Regions from separate parts of the Mus musculus genome. Here region 1 is linked to region 2. Evidence: chromatin contacts called from public HiChIP or PLAC-seq data. All regions are on one chromosome and are shown on one strand. Each heading gives the region's core, a stretch centred on a gene start, on an enhancer-like site or on the middle of the called end of the contact. The rest is flanking DNA. Distances are from core to core; before and after follow the strand shown. Region 1 has its middle 130 kb from the start of Tars. Region 2 holds the start of Tars (threonyl-tRNA synthetase).

Region 1 (4,218 bases), core at 1,265-3,764, 130 kb after region 2:
AGCACATTGGAAGGTAGAGTCAAGAATGGAAGAAGGGCAATATAGTTGATTTAGAGACTGCTATTCATTCTATCCCCCTCAAGTTCAAAAGGACTTGTGGCCATGGTCTGAACTTTTGGAGAACTTGTAGGGAGAATAGATGTTTAAGCCCTTCCTCTGTATTTTGAGTTCATAGAAATAAACAAAAGCCCTTGTCTGGGGCTGAGCATGTCACTGTGCAGCAGAGGGATGCCCCACAATGTACAACGCCCTGGATTTCATCCTGGGTACCACAATGAATAAATACATATAAAGCTCATGACACTTTTTATATTTCTTCAGTTGGGTTCATTAAAGCTTCCTAAAGAGACTACTGATTTTAACAGCCGTAGTGTCCTCCCGGGGAAGCCTGGGTTCTGGATCACTGTTGTTTAATTCATTTAGGATAAATTCTATCACCTCGCCTCATGGATCATTCTCTACTCAACTCTTTGAACAGCTAACTATTCTTCAGAATAGGGTGTGGAGTAATGGTAATGCAAAATGAATAGATAGCACTTGCTCTGTGAATCCCATTACCTAACTGGGTAGTATGAATGAATCATCTAGATATTTAGTAGTGAACTATGGACTTGATTCCCCAAAGCAGAGTAGAGGCCACTTCTCAATGTGATTAATCCCTGGACTACTTCACAAATCAGTGTTTGCTTCTCTTCTTCCTGACTTACAAAATTAGTATGGTATAGTTTCCACATTTTTATTTTCTTGGTTAGGTTCTGAGTAACAGAAACGACTTTCAACTTACTGATGGAAAGAAAGAGCAGAAGACAGTTGGAGGGGAAAAAAAACCCTGGAGATTTGGCAAAGTATTTGCCTGTAACTAGCCTATAAATCGCAATGTCTCTCCTCCTGCTGTGTCCCCAAGTCACTGCTCACTTACAGTAGGTTAGAAGTCCTGAGCCAGACATCTGGACTGGCCAAGCCCTCAGTGCTGGCTCTTGCTAGAGACCTTTCTTTCTATTCAGATTTTCGGTTCTATTTTTCTCCATAAGGAGGACAGACGTGTCTACAGAAGAGCTTCTTATGTTTTCCTGTTAATGCAGTATGTGGAAAAGAATTGATCCTTAATAGGATGGTACGGGAGAGTCAATACTCTGCCCAAATGACTTCTCTCGTTCCGTCAAAGCACAGCTTTTATAAAGCTTAATCTTATTTAGCATATGTTTTCATTTCTCCAAGCAAAGCATAATACCAAGAATTTTTTTCTGCATATATTTTTTCTTAAATTTTCTCCATAAATAAAGCTTTAACTGAAGTGATTTTCTTAACGTAATAAATACTAGATGTGGTTAGTTCACTGTGAAGCCACAGAAACATAGTATTTACGTGATCAGCACTATAGTGGCAGTATCCCAGGTTCACTCAGATTGTATGATTCTCTATAGAGTAATGTAAATGGTCTTCCAGGCTCAGTCAAAAAAGAGCCCTACAGAGAAATCATGATGGATTTAGTTTACAGCAAAATTGGATCCTTTCGTAAATTGCAATTAAAGAATGACTTACTAGATTAGTAAAGAAGATTGAAAAATAGATACAGTACCCAGTAAGTATCCTCTTCGTGTTAACCCCTACACCCAGAGTATTTGAATGTCCTTTTAAAGTCTAGATTTTTTTCTGTCATTTTAAAGCATGTTTAGTTATAAACCATTCTGTTATCTGAAAGACAATTGTGTACATGTTGAAAGACTGATAGTCAAACCATGAACCACGGTTGAATGTTGTACCTAATAGAACAAGTTAGCCTGTTCCCGTTAGTAATTGTCATCTTAAAGCATCAGTGTTTCAAATTAAAATGTCCAGGTTAAACGGAATCAGATGGCCTGGGGATAACTTTCAGAACACCTTTTCATGAACTGGAACCAGAATATGCTATGCCAAGCAGAGGTGATAGAGTGAATACAGGAGCTTTCTTTGGCTCATAGCAGGACTCGGACAGCCAGGTGCCTTAACGTTCTCCAGGCATAGAGGCATGAAAAAAAGCCTTATGTAAATGTCAGGTGCCAGGCCGGTGATGATGTCGTATTAAAAATCGCCAGTAGGTGGTAACACAAATCCAGGCTCCTTGTAAAATAAGCTTACATGTTATTTTTGGTAGGACCGTACACTGGGTTGAACAGCTAATGAGATCCAGAGCTGTTTATTGGTTACTGCTGAGGATCCCGATGAAGTAGTTCAGTCATGCCGAGATGCTGCTTGGGTGGTACTGGAAACCGACCTAGCATCAGTGCTCATTCTGTCCCACAGTATTCCATGAGCTGGAATTTGTCTTTCCCTTTGTCTGCATAGAAGTTGCTTTGCGTGGAAATCAGTGGGAGCGGTCCCCCCCTTTCCTTATCGGGAGGAAGGGGGTGCATGTTGGTACATCTGCATTAGGTCCCAGGAAGATAAGAAGAAGTAGTCTTTGTGAAAGGGCCTCAGCCAGCTTGCAGAAGGCTGTACTGGGAAGATGAAAGATTCATAAGCTGTGCAGGTGCGGGGAGAGGAAACAGCACTTCCGCCCAGCGATTCTCAGAACTGTTGGGAGCTGTTTACTTCCTATTTTGATACCTAGAGCAACAAGAAACAAGCTCTCCACCAGCATCTCCGTGGCCTTGTCCTGAGTTTGTTATCCGTGCTTTCTGTCAGGAAGCAATTATGATAAGACTCTTGGCACTGCTCTGCAATTCCCATTTCATGTGTAGGCTTTGATTGATCGTGTTGTTCTGATGGCTTATCCTGGGATTGATTTATTTACAAGGTTCAAAGAACCTCCATTCTTTATGAGATTGCTTCCACTTTTAAGGGGGAGAGGCCACTATTCACATCCTAAGCTAAAGGCATTTTCCAGACTTGAAGTTCAAGAACCAAAAGGGATGGAGTGACTTTGTGTCTCGGCGTTGATCACATCTAGACGTATCACCTCTGTGTACACTTGACATCTAATTTATTGTCTCAGAATGGCTCTGTTTTTCTCTCCTGGGAAAGTAGAAGTCCTTAAAGAAAAGTCTGGAACAGAGAAATAGTTTTAAGAGCCGAGCTTCTCCATTGAGTTTCTAAACTTTGTCACCCTTTAAGGGCATCCTTTCTTTTCTTCACTGGGAAACCACTTCCCCTTCTAGAGACCTCACTTTGCAAGGGCCCCTGGGGAGATACCATGTTTATTTTGAATCATTGGTTTGGTGTTGGACTGGGTCTGCACTTGGGCTCTGCCTGCTTTGGACTGGGATCTTGATTTATTTGGCCCCATTTCAAAAATTGTCAACACTCCATGCATTTAGGTAGTGATTATTTCTACAAAAATATGAAGTAATAACCACAATTTTATGAGATGAAAACAGTTTTTTAACCTCACTCCTTCTCAGTGGACAACAACAATGTTCACATGTAAGGGACAATCAGTAGTAAATACTTTTATTATCTCCATGCTACTTCTAATGAAACTGGAAGTGGATGCATGGTATTTGTCTGTGTCTTCAGATGCTGTAAACACAACAAATGCTTTTCTGAATAGAAATAAAAGGAGTACAGTTTGCCTTGCTTAGATATAAGGCTCAAGTTATCCAAAGCCAGTTATTATCACTCATCAGGGAATTTTGCTGTTTTGTTTTGTTTTTATTTTTATCCTTTTATACTTGACCAATAATTGGGGAACCAGGATAGTAGAATACTATGACTTGGTTTCCCTAAAAAGAAAAGAAATTTGACCACTGTAAAATCCAGAGCTGCATTGGTTTCTGGGAAATACCATCACAAATTCTGAGGACTCTCCTGTGTTTCGGGGATTTTTTTTTTTTTTTTTTTTTAATGACTGGCAGGCTCCCTGCGCTACTGCTGACCACTCTGTCCCAGCACAGTCTTGCCGGAACTCCCAAGTTCCCTTCACTGCCACCCCAGCCCCACACAATGATGGCCTTCCGCCCCTAGGTCAGTCGCCACAACTCTCTGCCCCAGTTTGCTTGTCTCTGGCTCTGCTAGCTCCTTCTCAGTCATAAACCTCTGTAATCGTCGGTCCCACATTCCAGTAGCTAAGCAAATAAAAACTCTTGAAGCTTATAATTAACCAATCAGATTTATGTATCAATAAATTCTCAATTCACAAGATGCCAATGCGATAATTTCAGAACCAATTGATAATGATAAAAGCGGTCCGCCTAGATCAGACAAATTATCTCAATTATTCTAACCTTTATGATATCATAA
Region 2 (4,353 bases), core at 1,581-4,080:
GTCCACCGTGAGATCATTTTACCATTATCCACACGTCCCTTTGCACTGGCGGGTACCTGCAAGTCCTTTTTCCTTCTCAGGCTCCTTTAAAAAAAAAAAAAAAACCCTCCTTTCCCTGGGTTTTCCAAGGAGTGCTACTTTACTGCCTTCAGTGACCATAGAGCCCTTGCACAGGGGACAGCAGGCCTAACATCTGGGCTCGACCTGCAGCGTGCAGACAGCAGAAAGAATGCCTGCAAAGAATGCCTGTGTGTGCAGCGCACATGCGCTCCTTCTGTAGGGCGCATCTGAGACAGTCCCCTGTTCCTCGGAAGCCCCCCAGACCCAAGCCTCCGTGACGGAGCTCGTATTACCTCTGCTCGACCTCCATCTCCACCTCCATCTTTGCTCTTCTTCTTGCCTCCTTCTTTCCGCTTCTCCTCGCTGGCATCCACCTGAAGAAGCAAAAGAGAACTCTCGCACTTCAGCCTAACTTGACACCTTCTCCAGAACTGCAGCTAAGAAAGCTATCATCTTAAAACAATGAAATAAAATGGACAACCTCATTTTGAAAGATTGGAAACTCCATCACTAGTAAAGTCAAGTTACACAACTTACAATTAAAACAATCTCTAAGAAAGGAAGAAAAGGCCACTTATCAATGCGCACTTCCTCAAATTTCATTTATAACTGTCCCTGTAACTTTCCCTTCAATAAGCTTACCTGGACCTGTATGCAAAGCAATAAAAAAATGTAACATGTTCAATAAGAGTTATTTCGAGGAGGGACAGGGAGCACTATCTCCCTCCCTCCCTCCCTCCCTCCCCACCAGCTCTCTGCAGGGAGACTAAAGCACACATGTGGACTGAGTGATCACTTGTTTATCACTTCAGATCTCCTAGGCTGTTTTCCCTCTTCACACTGAATGTAATTATGTTCTTCACAACAATGCTGTGAAGATTATGTGTGAAAGGAAAAAGGCCTTGCAGCCTGTGGGGCTGAGGACGGCTCTCGATGACAAGCGAAGTCTGGGGTCAGATCTGTACCTCGCCCAGGAAGCTGCCAGAAGTTTAAGGTACCTGATTATTACAGAGGAAATGACATCACACTTCACATTTCAAGTAATTTTACTCACAAAGTCCCACTCTGAAGTGTTACATGCCCACTCAGGGGATGATTATCTTAAGAAGCTTCCAGCCTCAGACGAATCTCAAGAACCCAGTCGGCCTCAGAAGTAACAGGGTGGGTTTAGCAGGATTAAAAGACAGCAGGAGGGGCTGGAGAGATGGCTCAGCAGGTAAGAGCACTGACTGCTCTTCCAAAGGTCCTGAGTTCAAATCCCAGCAACCACATGGTGGCTCACAACCATACGTAATGAGATCTGACTCCCTCTTCTGGAGTGTCTGAAGACAGCTACAGTGCACTTACATATGATAAATAAATAAATCTAAATAAAAAAAATATTTAAAAAAAGACAGCAGGGAAGGAGGCAAAGGGGTAACCAAGTTATAAAACCATAAAACACCTTAAAAACATAAGGAAATAGGAACAAAATCTATCCATGTATACCTGTCATTCATCGCCTTAAATCTGTAGCTTAAAGCGCATACACAAGCATTTTAGTGATTTGCCCTATCAGGATGGAAACTCCTCTTGATGAAGACCCTAGCAACCGTCAGCAATGGTTACCTAGACAATCTGTCATATGGCCTCACCCCTTTCCAATGTTCCTTAAACCCCCATGCCATGTCACTTTTTGACAATACAATACATACATAGCACCTCCCTACAAAACTCCTGCACGTAGAGAATACTGATAGCCTCAATCGCTGCACTTCCCTCCCGTCTCTCCCTGTACAGCCGGGGCACAATTCATCCCCTGAACCTGGACAGCCCTGCCCTGCCTGATTTACCTGACCTCATTTTTCCAAACCCAATAAAACAGTCTGACTGTGCTTCTCTATAACTCAACCAAGCTAATCAGAGAAGTACGATTTTCCAGTCCTGCACATTTGGGGAGCCCCCAAAGTCAGGAATCGATCTTAACTTGTGTAGCCACCTGGACTGCCTGACTAAGTGCCAGGGCAAATAAATACACAGGGGACACAGGCACAGTTGGCTGTAAAAGAGGGGTGGGGCAGAAAACACGCCAGTGTACAAATGCTGTTCCTAACCAGTGGGTGACAGCCCAAAGCAAAGTTTAAAGGGGATGTGTGTGAAGTTATTTAGGTCGCTTCCAGCACCTGGCAGACAGAGGCTTTAATTTCAAAACAGTCTGTCAATGGGGGCATCCAGCCTTATTTAGCACCCAATCTTGGGCAAACTGGATCTGATCGCGGGGACTGGCTTTTCCTTCCTAACTAGAGCTTTTTGCTCCACGCAGTTTAGGATTTTAAAAAGTTCTTCAAATGTTCTTCCCGCTTATTTTAGTGAAAAAATACAAGCGCGGGAGTCTAAGCCCCAAATGCTTACTATCTGAGCAAACCACTCAGTCTCAATTCACAGATCTCTAGGATGAAGATGCCCCCCCACCCCCCAGACCCTGCCAGCAAGAGTTCCTAACTTATTACCCAGGGCCCCCAATACCGACTGCTCCCTGCTACTTTCCACTCCTGCCCCGCCGGGCAGTGCCGGCTCCCAGAACACATCCGCTCTCTGCACCCCACGGCGCCTGCTCACCGGCTTCTCGCCGTCCATCTTCCCCGAAGGGCTGCTAGCCTTCTCCTGCGACATGGAAGGACCACAGAGAGACAAAACCCGTGAGCTGCACCGCAGAGAAGACCCCAAGCCGGCGGTGTAGACCTACAATTCCGCACTGCGCGTGCGCCACGTGGCCACAGGCGGAACCAGCTAACCAGCTGATGCAACGGGACTCCTGGCCCCGCCCTACCTGGACACGAGGCCAATGGGCTACGCGGAGAGGCGGGTCCTCCCTTTCCTTGGCCAATAGAATAGCCGAGAATGACGAACCCTTCAAGAAATCCCATTAGTTCCAGACTGTGTAGTGAGGCGCGCAAGCGCACTCTTCCCCTTCTGACTGTAGCTTGCATGGCCTTAGCGGCCACCGTAGTGAACTTGAGCTGCTTGGACTGAGTTTCCCGGAATTGCTGGATATGGTCTCTGGCGCTCTGGTTTATCTCAGATGCGCTCTACCTGGAACGTTGGCTGATAATCTGAAGCGATGACTCAGCCTTCCTCATGAGAATAGGACCGATTTGCTGTTTGAGGGACAAGCGCCATTGATCAAAGCTTTCTCAGTGTCTCACGGAGTTTTCCCATAGACGGCACAGAGATAAAATTAACTTTTTACTTGAAGGAATAAACTCCACACAAAAGTCATTGATATCACGGGAGCTCGAGATTAGATTTTTACTACTTAAGCAAAATGCTTAGCAGAAAGTTCTAGTTGGCCTGCTTATCCTAATAGCAGCTGCCAGTTTTTGGGTTGTTCTGTGTTTTTTCTTTGCTTCACTGTGCAGCCAGGGATAGCCTCGAACTTGCAATTTAGATCTGGCTAATCTGGGAGCCTTCTGCAATAGCCACCCAAATTAGAGGATTACAGGCGTTTGCAACCATGTCCACCCAATGTCCACACCACCACCAACCTACACACACACACACACACCAGCCGAGTAGAATTGAGACAGGGTCTCACTGTATGTATAGCCCGGCTGTCCTGGAACTCGCTGAGATCCACTTGAATGTGACAAATGCCTCCTGGGTGACTCTTCAAGGAGCAGGTTCCCATTTCCAAGGAACATATTGTCCAGGGAAACAATACATTTCACAACGGCCTCAAAAAACATGAACTATCTTGGAGTAACTCAAACAAGACAAGTGAAAGATTGTACAAGAAAAACTTTAAGACAATGAAGAAAGAAATTGAGAAAATTTCAGAAAACATAAAAATCCCCCCATGTTCATAGATAAATACAGTAAAAATGGCCATTCTACCATTCTACCACAGGCAATCTACAAAGTCAAAGCAATTGCCACCAAACTTCCAACACAATTCTTTACAGAACGTAGAATGTTAAGTTTTAGATACACACACACACACACACACACACACACACACCACAAAATCACGATGGCTAAAACAATCCTGAAAAAAAATGTTGAAGGTATCACTATCACCAACCTTGTTGTGGGTATAAGAGACTCCCAGGAATCAAAGGGAGGGACCTTAGATGAAATGCCCGACAGTAGGGAGAGGGAACTTATAGAGTCCACCTCCAGCAGGAAGACAAGTGAGGGATGGGGTTGCCATCCCATAGTCACATCTCTGACCCATAATTGTTCCTGTCTGAAAGAATAATAGGGATGGAAATGGACAGGAGCCTGAGGAAAAGAAGGTCCAGTGACAGGCCCAAA

Evidence for each region. HiChIP or PLAC-seq counts read pairs in DNA pulled down with a chosen protein or histone mark.
Region 1: a contact with region 2 is called in an H3K4me3 HiChIP or PLAC-seq map of the 230-238 cell line, with 2.4 times the contacts expected there. The contact joins the enhancer-like site here to the promoter of Tars in region 2. A contact is called at or near these places in 2 of 39 promoter capture datasets (the 3T3-L1 cell line and pre-B cells), 14 of 484 Hi-C or Micro-C datasets (CD4 T cells, centroblasts, centrocytes and 7 more), 4 of 115 datasets of contacts at active chromatin or transcription factors (the 230-238 cell line, the NIH/3T3 cell line, embryonic stem cells and 1 more) and 1 of 9 other capture datasets (adipose tissue).

The regions. Positions count from the first base shown.
Region 1 is chr15:11,530,632-11,534,849 of GRCm38.p6, forward strand. No RefSeq gene overlaps it. Among named protein-coding and RNA genes, the nearest start is that of Tars, 130 kb to the left of the region's middle. Within about 2 kb of position 2,515, at least 61 of the 459 cell types and tissues checked have an H3K27ac peak or open chromatin away from gene starts, as enhancers often do. A contact at or near this core is called in the 230-238 cell line, adipose tissue, centroblasts and 3 more, where this site is marked.
Region 2 is chr15:11,396,828-11,401,180 of GRCm38.p6, forward strand. Tars (threonyl-tRNA synthetase) reads right to left here and starts at 2,831. Exons shown (of 19, transcript NM_033074.3): 1 at 2,659-2,831; 2 at 354-434. The coding sequence starts at 2,712.